Linked DNA regions of Mus musculus: region 2 is linked to region 1. A link is a contact called in public Hi-C data. All regions are on one chromosome and are shown on one strand. The core of a region is the stretch at or near the end of the contact, and the rest is flanking DNA. Distances in the headings are between cores, read along the strand shown.

What was found. A called contact is a pair of places that touch in the nucleus more often than the background predicts.
Region 2: a Hi-C map of the G1E-ER4 cell line shows a contact between it and region 1, with 2.6 times the contacts expected there. The contact joins the enhancer-like site here to the promoter of Gypa in region 1. A contact is called at or near these places in 5 of 484 Hi-C or Micro-C datasets (B cells, the G1E-ER4 cell line, brown adipocytes and 1 more).

The regions. Positions count from the first base shown.
Region 1 is chr8:80,491,782-80,497,132 of GRCm38.p6, forward strand. Gypa (glycophorin A) reads left to right here and starts at 2,264. Exons shown (of 8, transcript NM_010369.3): 1 at 2,264-2,306; 2 at 4,522-4,602; 3 at 4,931-5,014. The coding sequence starts at 2,273. RefSeq lists a cis regulatory region at 1,986-2,168.
Region 2 is chr8:80,863,201-80,868,551 of GRCm38.p6, forward strand. The region is part of intron 1 of Gab1 (growth factor receptor bound protein 2-associated protein 1); the gene reads right to left. Among named protein-coding and RNA genes, the nearest start is that of Gab1, 15 kb to the right of the region's middle. Within about 2 kb of position 2,266, at least 45 of the 459 cell types and tissues checked have an H3K27ac peak or open chromatin away from gene starts, as enhancers often do. A contact at or near this core is called in the G1E-ER4 cell line, where this site is marked.

The sequences.
Region 1 (5,351 bases), core at 1,014-3,513:
CTCCTCTAATGAATTTCAAAGATCTCCTCTGGCTATCTTATCCCAACACCAAACTCCAATATACAACTATAACCAGAGAAGCAAGTAGACTCACTGCAGACATTCATCTAGCCAACCTCTGTCCTAAATCTAATCCCCAGTCTCATCTCTAATGCTGCAGAGACCACCTGCCATGGCCCTCATTGGATCACACAAATCTTTCCATCCAGAACTCTCTCCCTGGACTCATGGCATTATCTGATGCCCTAGCCCCAGCAGGCATTTCCTGGGAACCCACAGACCACTCAAGCCAAGAAAGCAGGTAGGCTGGCTGTGGATCCTGACCCCTCCCTCCGTTCTTCCCAATCCATCCTCCATTTTCATCCCTGAGTTGAAGCCTGTCAGAACCACAAAGAAGCAAAGACTAATCTGTTTTTTTGTCTCCATTTACTATCCTGTCAAAACCACACACACAAAACAAAACAAAGAATAATCTTGTTTTTTTTCCATTTAATACCCTGTTTTTTAATTGAAGTATACCTCCTTTTGATCAATGATGAATAAATTCATCCTTAAAGAAATCTCACAGCTTCCTATGGGAATAAGCATGGGCTATGTTGCAAACTTGTCCACTCCTTGGCTCTTGCGTCTGCCCCCTTCCTCCCCAAGTGGGTCATTTTGAGTGTCATATGTGTATAATCTTGCGTTTCCTTAAGTTTAAAAAAGCATTTGGATGAAGAAAATAAAACAGGAAGTAGTTTGAACATTCTATAGGAACACAGAGACAAGGTGCGAACTCCCGTGGGAAAAAAAAAACCATAAAAGTCTCGCCCTCCTGTTGAGATCGGCAGGAATCACCTGTAGCAATCATCTGAAGCAGAGGTAGCTGGCAGATACTCGTAGGCAGAAATGAACGGCTAAAACAAGGACGATAGACGTCGGACAGAGCTCAAGGATCCAAACTATTTTCCTCCTCTCCAACATCGTAGCTTGTGTTTCTGCATGGCGCTGCAGTGACTGGCCCAATACTACTTAGAGAAAAGTAGCCAAGCACATACAGAACCAACCTGATGAGATCTCTGTCAGATTGCATGTCTCAAACACAATTGTTTAATCTTCAGACGCTGGCTCAAAATTCTCAAAACACAGTTGTGCTTGCCTGACACATTTGTGGGATGTAAGTCATAGATACGACCTGATGATACTCCTGGACAACGAAGAGGAAGGGAAAGACTTGATGTTTTCTCCAGTTGTGTTTTCTTGTTTTGTTTTGTTTCCACATTTCGTTTCTATTATGCAGAACAGCCACTAGAGGTCGCCACGTGTCTCCATTTCCACACACTCGAATTTTCAACCTGAGAAGCCACCAGCTTTTGCATTTCTTTAAATTCGGGGGCGGGGGGGGAGGGGAGGACGCATCAAGGACACCAGAAAGAACCGCAATTCTCTATTAGCTGGTGGTCAGCTCCCGCTCCGCAGCTTAATAAGGGCTGATTTCCAAAGACTTTCGAATCAAAGCTACTCTTCTCCTATGTCCTGAGCCCAAGCCGGTATCTGCCTGGAGTTTGTCTCCGCTGTGGTCGGGCTTCCTGCTTCTGCTCAGCGCTACACACACTCCCTTTATGCTTTCAGGGTGACTGGGGTTTGCCTGGTCTTGTTTTCTAGCGTTTACTTTTGTTATTTGGGGATTGCCTCACGGTCACTGAGCAACAGAGCATTTTAAAGCATTGTAAAGCACGTAACTGCTTTTATAGCCACACGGACACTGCAGTTCAGTTCGAATTCCACTTTCCTGGAAGATTTCTCCCGACTCACGTTTCTTTCATTACTCTTTGAGCTGTCACGAGCTTGACAGCCTTTCAAACCTCAGAGTTCGCAAACATTGTGTAAAGTTTTCAATGCATGCAGTTCGTACACAAGAAGCCACTTTCTTAAGGGATCATAGGGACCCCCGCATTAGAAACACTCCTACTCTCCAAGTCCAGCGCCTGCCCTGACCTCTGCAGTCTCTATGTCCAGTTGAGTGGTCCTTGGTGCTGCCTTGTGGTGCTCACTTCGTTTACATGAAGTAAATTTAACACAGCAGGCAATTCTTTGGAACAAAGATTTTAATTCCACTCTGGTCCTCGCAGTTATGCAGACCTCTAGTTATCTTTATTAACAGACACTAAATAATGTTGCATCATTTAAATGCTAGCCAATGTGTGTCAACGGATAGAGGCCCCGGGAAGGTGGGCCTGAGAGATACCAGGAGGTAGGCAAGGCCTTCCTAAGGCTGACAGACACTCCCAGTATGACCGAGAGCACAGCTGCTGTGACAACATCAGGTGAGTGAATATTTTCAGCTTGATGATATTTTATTCTCGATGACTTATTTAAACTATGAATTGCCCCAATGCTGGTTTTCTTACTTAACTGAACCAATGACTGAGTAGTACATTCAGTTTCAGTCTGGAGGGTGTGTTTAAATAGGATTCAGCTAGGGACAGGAGTGGCACACTGCAGCCCACAACCATTTGTGCCTGAATAGCAGTTCCCCAGTCTAAGAAATGCCTTTGATTCTAACCCTAGATAGCAGTAAACTTGTATCAAGTGTAAGTAATATCGTTACATAAATAACCATGTTACTTCGCTTGGGGCTATGAAGAGACTTATTTCTAAGCTAAGGTTAACTGGTGAAGGTTAGGGTAGACTTATGCCCTTTCTTTTTCAAAACTAGTATAACCAGTTTCTCCTGCTGAGAGGAGACAAGCTGTCAGCATGAAACTGAGGGGTTTCTCTTTGTGGAACTGTTACTACTGTTACTAAGAAAACAACAACAAAAACAACAATAACCACAAAAACCTTTCTAATTGCTCTATGGCTGGGCTGAATCCAAAGTAATATGTTTTTAAAATAAATTAATATAATTTAATTTAATTTATTAAAATAATTTAATTTATTAAAATAATTAAAATTTTAATTTAATATTTTTAAAATTTTAATCGAAATTTAAATTTTAAAAATTATTAAGATAAATTGATATAATAAAATAAATATAATATAAAATAAAATAAATATAATATAATATAAAATAAAATATTTTAAAGTAGCCTTACTTTTGGCCTCCTGAGGATATTTTAAGCCATGTTCTCTCAAACACAGTGAGTGACTCTGTGTTAGAAACACATAGCCCAGGCGAGGGGGGGGGGAGCATATTTCATCCATGGCACAGCTACGGCCTGAGTCAGGGTGGACAGCAGAGAAGTGCTGAGCTCTCTGTAGGACACTGGGTGAGATTCAGTCTCCCTGGCAGAGGGTATGAGGCAAGCGTTAGGAACACGGGCACAATGTGGGGCCTAGTAAACACAGAAGTGGATGATCACAGTCAGCTATTGGATGGGTCACACGGCCCCCAGTGGAGGAGCTAGAGAAATTACCCAAGGAGCTAAAGGGAACTGCAACCCTATAGGTGGAACAACAATATGAACTAACCAGTACCCGGGAGCTCTTGTCTTTAGCTGCATATGTATCAAAAGATGGCCTAGTCGGCCATCACTGCAAAGAGAGGCCCATTGGACTTGCAAACTTTATATGCCCCAGTACAGGGGAACGCCAGGGCCAAAAAGGGGGAGTGGGTGGGTAGGGGATTGGGGGGGTGGGTATGGGGGACCTTTGGGATAGCATTGAAAATGTAAACGAGGAAAATACCTAATTAAAAAAAGAAGAAGAAAAAAAGAGATTGCTAAAAAAAAAAAAAAGGAACACGGGCACAAGAAACAGAAGTGAATTCAAATCTAAGTCTGGTATACCTGAGGCAAATCATTGGCCCTATCTTGGCCTCATCTATAAAATGCAGGCAATGCTGATACTGATCTCGTAATAACCGCATAAGGGCTGAGCTAAGTACCATTAAAATAGGTGCTCGCTATGGTAGCCATGACTAGCCATAGTAGTACACCATGATGTCTCTGTATCATGTGAGGTCCCTGGCTGCCTTTGTATTTCAGTCCACCCGACTAGAGCTGTGATCAGCAGAACATGTGGATATCAGGTATCTTTGGGTGCTCATTTCACACCCTTTCAATATATAGCCACGGATAGAATGACTGACTGTGTAATATGTTTGGGGTCTCCACAATGTTGCGACAGTGACTTCTTTATAAAGTTTACTTTTATTCCACATCCTCAGAACTTTTTTTCTTTTTTTAAAGAATACCTGTTGCAGCTGGGGAGCATGCTGTGATCCCAGCACTCAGAGGCAGAGGCAGGAGGATCTCTGTGTGTCTGGTCTACATAGCATGACCTGTGTCAAAGCAAAAAGTTAGCGAGATAGCTTTATAACTCAGAGTCCTTGTTCTCTTGCTGAGGCCCTGAGTTCTGTTCCCAGATCCTCCAGAGCAGCTTACAACCATTGCAGCTCCAGTCTTAAGGTGTCTGATGCCTCTTTGGGACTCCACCAGCATTGTGACCTTCTGCCAGACAAATAGTTGACTAATCTTATGCCACTCTGCAGGCTGTGGGAAGCATATTTAGAATAACTTTCCTGATTTTTCTTTACAGGTCATTCTCTTACAACCACCTTCCATATACCTTCAAGTCAACATTACCAAGAAGAGCATTCACCATCATTGTCAGGATCAGGTAGGAGCTATAAAACATAGGTGCATATTACACATTTCCATAGTGAGGAGCACTTGTTGCTCTTGAAAACTAGCGTTTCCAGAACCCACATAGCAGCTCACAGCTGTCTGTAACTCTAGCTCTAGAGGATCTCCTGCCACTGCTGCCTCCCACAGGCACCAGGTACATAAAGGGGTACACACACACACACAGAAGCAAACACTCATCCCCATAAAATAAAAATCAATAAATGTGTTTTTAAAAAGTAACCATCGTAACTGGAGGTGAGATGGCAGTCCCCTGTGGGCTGTGGGAAGCATTTTATCTAACTTCTCTCTTTTCTGTACAGATTCTCTTCTTCAAATAACCACTCCTGTGGTGGCTTCAACTGTAGGTAACCCAAATCAGCATTCAGCAACAATGTCAACACCAGGTAGGTTCTGCATTTTTGCATAATAGGTTTGTAGCCATTAGTATTTTATCTGAATCCCTAGTAAGATGTATATGCAATGTCTTCTGGGGTTAATGAACTGACATTAAAAAAAACAAATCAAACAGACACTCCAATGGTTGTCTCTGGGGGTAGGTTCCTGAATCTCTTGTCCCTGAGGATTTTTCCTAAGCAGAAATTTTTCTGCAAAGAGAATCAGTCACATTGTACACTGAAGAAACATTTAAAAGATTTAGAAAATCAAAATGAACGAACACAACCGCTGTGTCTTAGGAAGCCTATCCCGAGCAGAGCTTGCATTACAGTGGAGAAGACACAT
Region 2 (5,351 bases), core at 1,016-3,515, 370 kb after region 1:
GCTAGGAAAAGGGAATGAAGAAAACAGCAAGCCTTCCTTTAGAAGTGACCCAGGTGACATCACGAACTCCCTCAAACCCTTCATTTATCCTAAACTAAAGGACAATGAGCTCTCCACCAAGTTCTGTGGAGGTGTCCCATTACATCTGCAAGCTCCCCCCCCCCCCAACCCCCAAGCAGGTGTCTTCTCTTCCATCGGCAGTACAGGTGGAGGAGGCAAGGGCACTTGGCGAGCAGAACAGATACCCAACATGGGAGTCAGCACAAATGCAGACTGGTCAGCCCGGCTTGGTGGGACTGCCAGTTATGGTAGCCAGACCTGCAAGAGGGCTTGATTACATGTAACTTATAAAAGTCAACAAGCTGGGCGGCTCATGAACAATGGATGGTGATCTGCCAGCAGAGGTAATAAAAAAGCATGGATAAACTCATGAATAAAAGCATGACTCAGCACCCCACCCCCAAACAACAGGCTGCGCTCTAGCTAGGAGAGTGAGGCAAAATGAGTATTGGGTTTTGATTCTTCACTGGAGAGAGCTTCTGGTCAGCCTCTCAAATGTCTGTTCTTCTCAACTTTACCAGGGTAAAAACAATGCTTTGACTCCAGGCATACAACAGGACTCTGCATCTGAACTGCAGCTTGTAGCTGAAGCACAGGGGAAGTAAGGCCAACAGAGAGCAGGAGTGTAAGGACGAGGCCTAGAGAGAGCTTCTCTATAGAAGGCAGCTCACCACGTCTCGCGGTGGGTGGGGGTGGGTGCAGGGAGGCAATGGTTTACCCAGGCGTTTCAGTCCTGACTCTACTAAATGCTGCAAGAGAAATCTGTCTTCAGACACAGCAAAACAGGCATCCCAGCCCTACACAAATCTATGTCAAAACGTCTCAAGAAATATGCCTGTTAGTAAGCCAACTCAGGGAATCGTTTTGAAATCAGAAACTTCTCAATGATTCTTACTCTTTTTTTTTTTTTTTTTTTAAAGATTTATTTATTTATTATATGTAAGTACATTGTAGCTGTCTTCAGACACTCCAGAAGAGGGAGTCAGATCTCGTTACGGATGGTTGTGAGCCACCATGTGGTTGCTGGGATTTGAACTCTGGACCTTTGGAAGAGCAGTCGGGTGCTCTTACCCACTGAGCCATCTCACCAGCCCCGATTCTTACTCTTAAATATATATTATAAGGTAGTGAGTATATGTGTGTTAAGTGTGTCTAATTTCCTGAGACTGGTTCTATTCCCAGGGACTACACAATGACATTTTAGGATTATTCTTTGAGAGCCACCTGGGTGATTACAAAAGTGTCAGGTAACTGAAGAGCTGAGTAGTTGTCTTGCCTTTGTCCCAATCCATCAGCTGACATATGCTGTGGACTTTATCTGCAAAGTATTTCTGTTCATTCAACATCGATGTACCCACCACACACATAAGAAACAGTGTTTGGTGACCATGATACTTTAACAAAATTGAGCTCAGATTATATTTATATTTCAAAATATGATTTTTGCTTTCTCCCGTTACATCTGTTTGTGTAACGATCATACAATTTTTCTCCCAACCTATCACACTGAGGTCTTCAGCCTTTAGGCAAACACCTTTACCTAATTTTCCATTTTCTGTTTGCTTGTTTTTGGTTTGTTGGCAAAGGCTTTCACTCTGCATCCATGGCCAGCCTGGAACTTGTTCTGTAGCCCCCACTGCTCTCCAACGTGAAGTCATCCTGCCTCGGCTTCCCAAGTGTTGAGATTAGGAACAGGTGCTACTACAGCTAGTCTTAAATTTCATACACAAGGCGATCCCACGCGAGGAGGAGTAGCTGGACTCACAGAAGTCGCAGTGCCTGCTACCCACCATACCATACACAGTTTGAGATGAGCAGTTGCAGAAGTCAGTACAACCAAGAGCGGCCAGTTTATGCTAACGACACAACAGTCTTGCACACTGTGTCTGTGCTGGTGATGGAGACCAGGGGAAGCTGGCAGAGAGGAGAAGCAGCAGAAGTTAGTCTCGGTGTAGAGTGAAAAAGAAGGCCAAGACTTCCTGGAGGGGGCTAGCCCAGAATAACAGGTCTTGGGGACAAGTGGGGACACAAAAGTCCGGCAAAGCTGAGGCAGTGGCTGAATGAGGGATGTGGCAGCATGTGTCCTGGACAGATGTGCCAATGCCACATGACCACTAACCCTGCTGAGCCAAGGGGAAAGGCCTAGGCGCTACTAAGAGCACAGCGACACAGCAGAACCAACAACGTCAGTCCAGAGCTTTTCAGTTCAGAAAAGCTGCCTGGCTCTGTTCACAAAGAGATCTTTGCAAGGCTGTACTGAGAGACCAGTTAACAGCTCCAGCATTCCAAACAAAGGCAGGAGAGGGCCAACAGTCGAGAGCCACTGAGGTGGTAAACTGACAGGGTTTGTTTTGGTTACTGCGTGTGCAGAATAAGGAAACCAGTATTCTCAAGCCACTGAAGAAGGGTAGCTCAGCACTGTCCACTTGAGGGCGCAACAGGGAGACCAAGTCTGAAGGGTAAAATGCTGGCATGGGCCCTTGGCACTTCTGTAGACCATCTAAGCAGCTGGACCCATAAGACTGGGTGGAGAGAAGCCGCAGATTATCAGCATAAAACTGGAAGGCCTGTAACTACGCAGAGAGACTCACAGACAGGTTTCACAGGTCAGAAATCCTACAAGTTATAACACTTGTAAGTTTCTAAAAGTTCTAAAAGTTCTGATGAAACTGAGCGCTCAGGGCCTTTTGTTTTGTTTTAACATTACTATGTTGTATGCCACACTGTGGGCATGAGAAGAAGGCCAGAGACCGTTTCTTCTTCAGCTATGTGGGTTCTGGGGATCGAGTGTGGATCATCACGCTTAGTGGCAGAAGTCTTTCTTTAAAGCTGATGTGGCAGACCACCTGAGCACAGGGCTTTTATTAAACTTTCAAGGAGTATACAGTCTCACAATGGATAAAAACAAAACAGGACTGGAGTGCTTAGGGATTCCAGGACTTAAGCAGACTACAACCTACGTCCCTCAACACACCCAAGAATTTCATGGAAGAACTATAGTTATCCCCACACTGATAAGACGAGGCTCCATGGTAGGAGTTGGTGGCAACGGCTCTGACTGTCGAGAGAGCCAGCAGCTACACCTACATAACCAATTCAAGGGTGGCTAGAAAAGGGAACCATGTAACTGAGTACTGTAGCCCTGCTCCTACTTCTGAAAGTGTCCCTAATTAAGCTCTGAAAAAAATGTTCCTCTTACGAAGTCTTCCTGAACTTCTGAATCAATCCCTTTTTGCTGAATTCTGTGAGTGCATCTCATACTCATCTCAGGATGAGTCACCATAGGATTCTGAGTGTGAGCAGCACATCCCAGGTCCTCTATGAACATATAACCTCTTGAAGGTGACAGCAATGCCCCCTTGGCCTCTTCTTTATAGTTTTCCACAGTGCCTTGCTTACCCTCAGCTCTCACTGGGTAACTAAAGGATTTGCCCTGAGCCATGACACATCTGACCCTGGTGGGACAGCTGGTTATGTTGTGTGACCTTGGACAAATCGATTAGTCTCCCTGAGGCTCATTTTCATTCCCCGTAAAAAAAAAAGGGGGGGTCGGACTCTTCTCCACCAGGACAGAGATGTAACAACTGAAAAAAAAAAGAATATTCAATAGTAAATGTTTTTGCTGTGCAAATCAAAGGCACAGTAAATGAAAAGCCAGAGGGCATTGAACACACCAAGAGGAAGGAATCAAAAAGCTAAGGAGAAACTGGACAAGGTGATTTAGAATTCTGGGCCCAAAAGTCTACAGCTACTTGGTTATACTGTTCAAGCGATCGCACAAGGTCCCACACTATGCTTTAGACAAAGCATAGATACCTTCAGGGACATCAAACCCTGCCACAAACACAAAGGACGACTAAATGTCACAATGGATGGAATAAGTACACACTCTCGTTTTCTGCGCTTTCTGTGGGCCATTATGAAAATCAACTTGAAAATGACACTACGTAGCTTGCTGCTGCTGCCCGAACCACATGGCTCGCTGCTCTTGTCTAGAGCACTGTACGCTGAGAAGTTTGACCCTTGACAAGTTCGTACAGAACAAAAAATGAGGATACTACTCCCAAAAATCTAGTTGATTCTGGCCCTTTTCTGGGTGGTAAATGGCCTACATACCCCATGAGGAGGCTTTAGGTAACAGTAGCACTAGATTGTACTGCTTTCGCCAGTACTCAGTGCTCCCTGTCACTTTTTCTCAATGCTTCAACACACTTAAACCAGAAATTATCAGGGAGAATTTGTCAGGTCCATTATAACTTTCAAATAATACCCCCCTCACTAAACGAGGCCATGGTTCCTCACTAAGCCCCATACCTCCATCAGAACTCAAATTATGGAAGGTGGCAGCTTCCCAAGTATTTCTCATCCCAAACTGAAATGCTAAAGTGCTTGTGGCCTGGGAATCAAGTGGCATTTTGCCAAGCAGCAGAAGTTAAATCTTGGCTATGAGACTCTGGCTACAGCACCAATGGGGAGGCTGAGCTAGGGACTAGGGCTGCTAATTCTTTAATGTGGTAGTCACCTCTGGGCGGAGTCAGAAGTAGCCCGGCCACATTTCCCAATGCACTGGTAACTAAGGCCATGTAGCAGACTGGATGAAGCAAGCTGCCTACTGAGTAAAGTTACCGCCACTACTCCAGTCTTGGCTACCTTACAGTAGTAGCACAAGTTAAGAGCAGAGGGCTGAGGACTCCAGCAACAGGGACAGACTTACTTTTCTCTGGTAAAAACCATTTGACAGCAACAGGCAAGCCAAAGCATTAAATACAACAGAAACGACAACAAAAATAAGTCAAGCTATCAAAAAAAAAAAAATCCTAGTGCAACAGTCAGTATCTATCAGAGAAAGCAGACCTCCTAACCAAAATTACGGTTACCCAGAGCGGTGGTACAACACTTAGGACCACTTACTGCTCTTCAGGGGTCCCAGGTTCCGTTCCCAGCACCTGCACGACAGGTGCTTCACAGCTATCAAGGACGCCAGACCAGATGACCCGATTGCCTCTTCTACACGCCACTGCTGCACACTGGGCACACATGTACTGGTGGCACAGACAAACAGCTCCAGCAAACATCCATCCATGTAAAACTACATCAATAAATCTAAAGTATTTTTAAAGGAATACAATTCCATTTATCTGCTTACTTCTTGTAGTGTTCTAATAATGCTAAGATAATTCAATTTAGTGTCACGAGAGGACACAATAAAGCCTTCTTTGCTTTGTGATATCATCCCCCTTCTCTTCAGAGGTCAGGCCTCTCTCCTGACAGCCAGTGGGGCCGCCATTGTT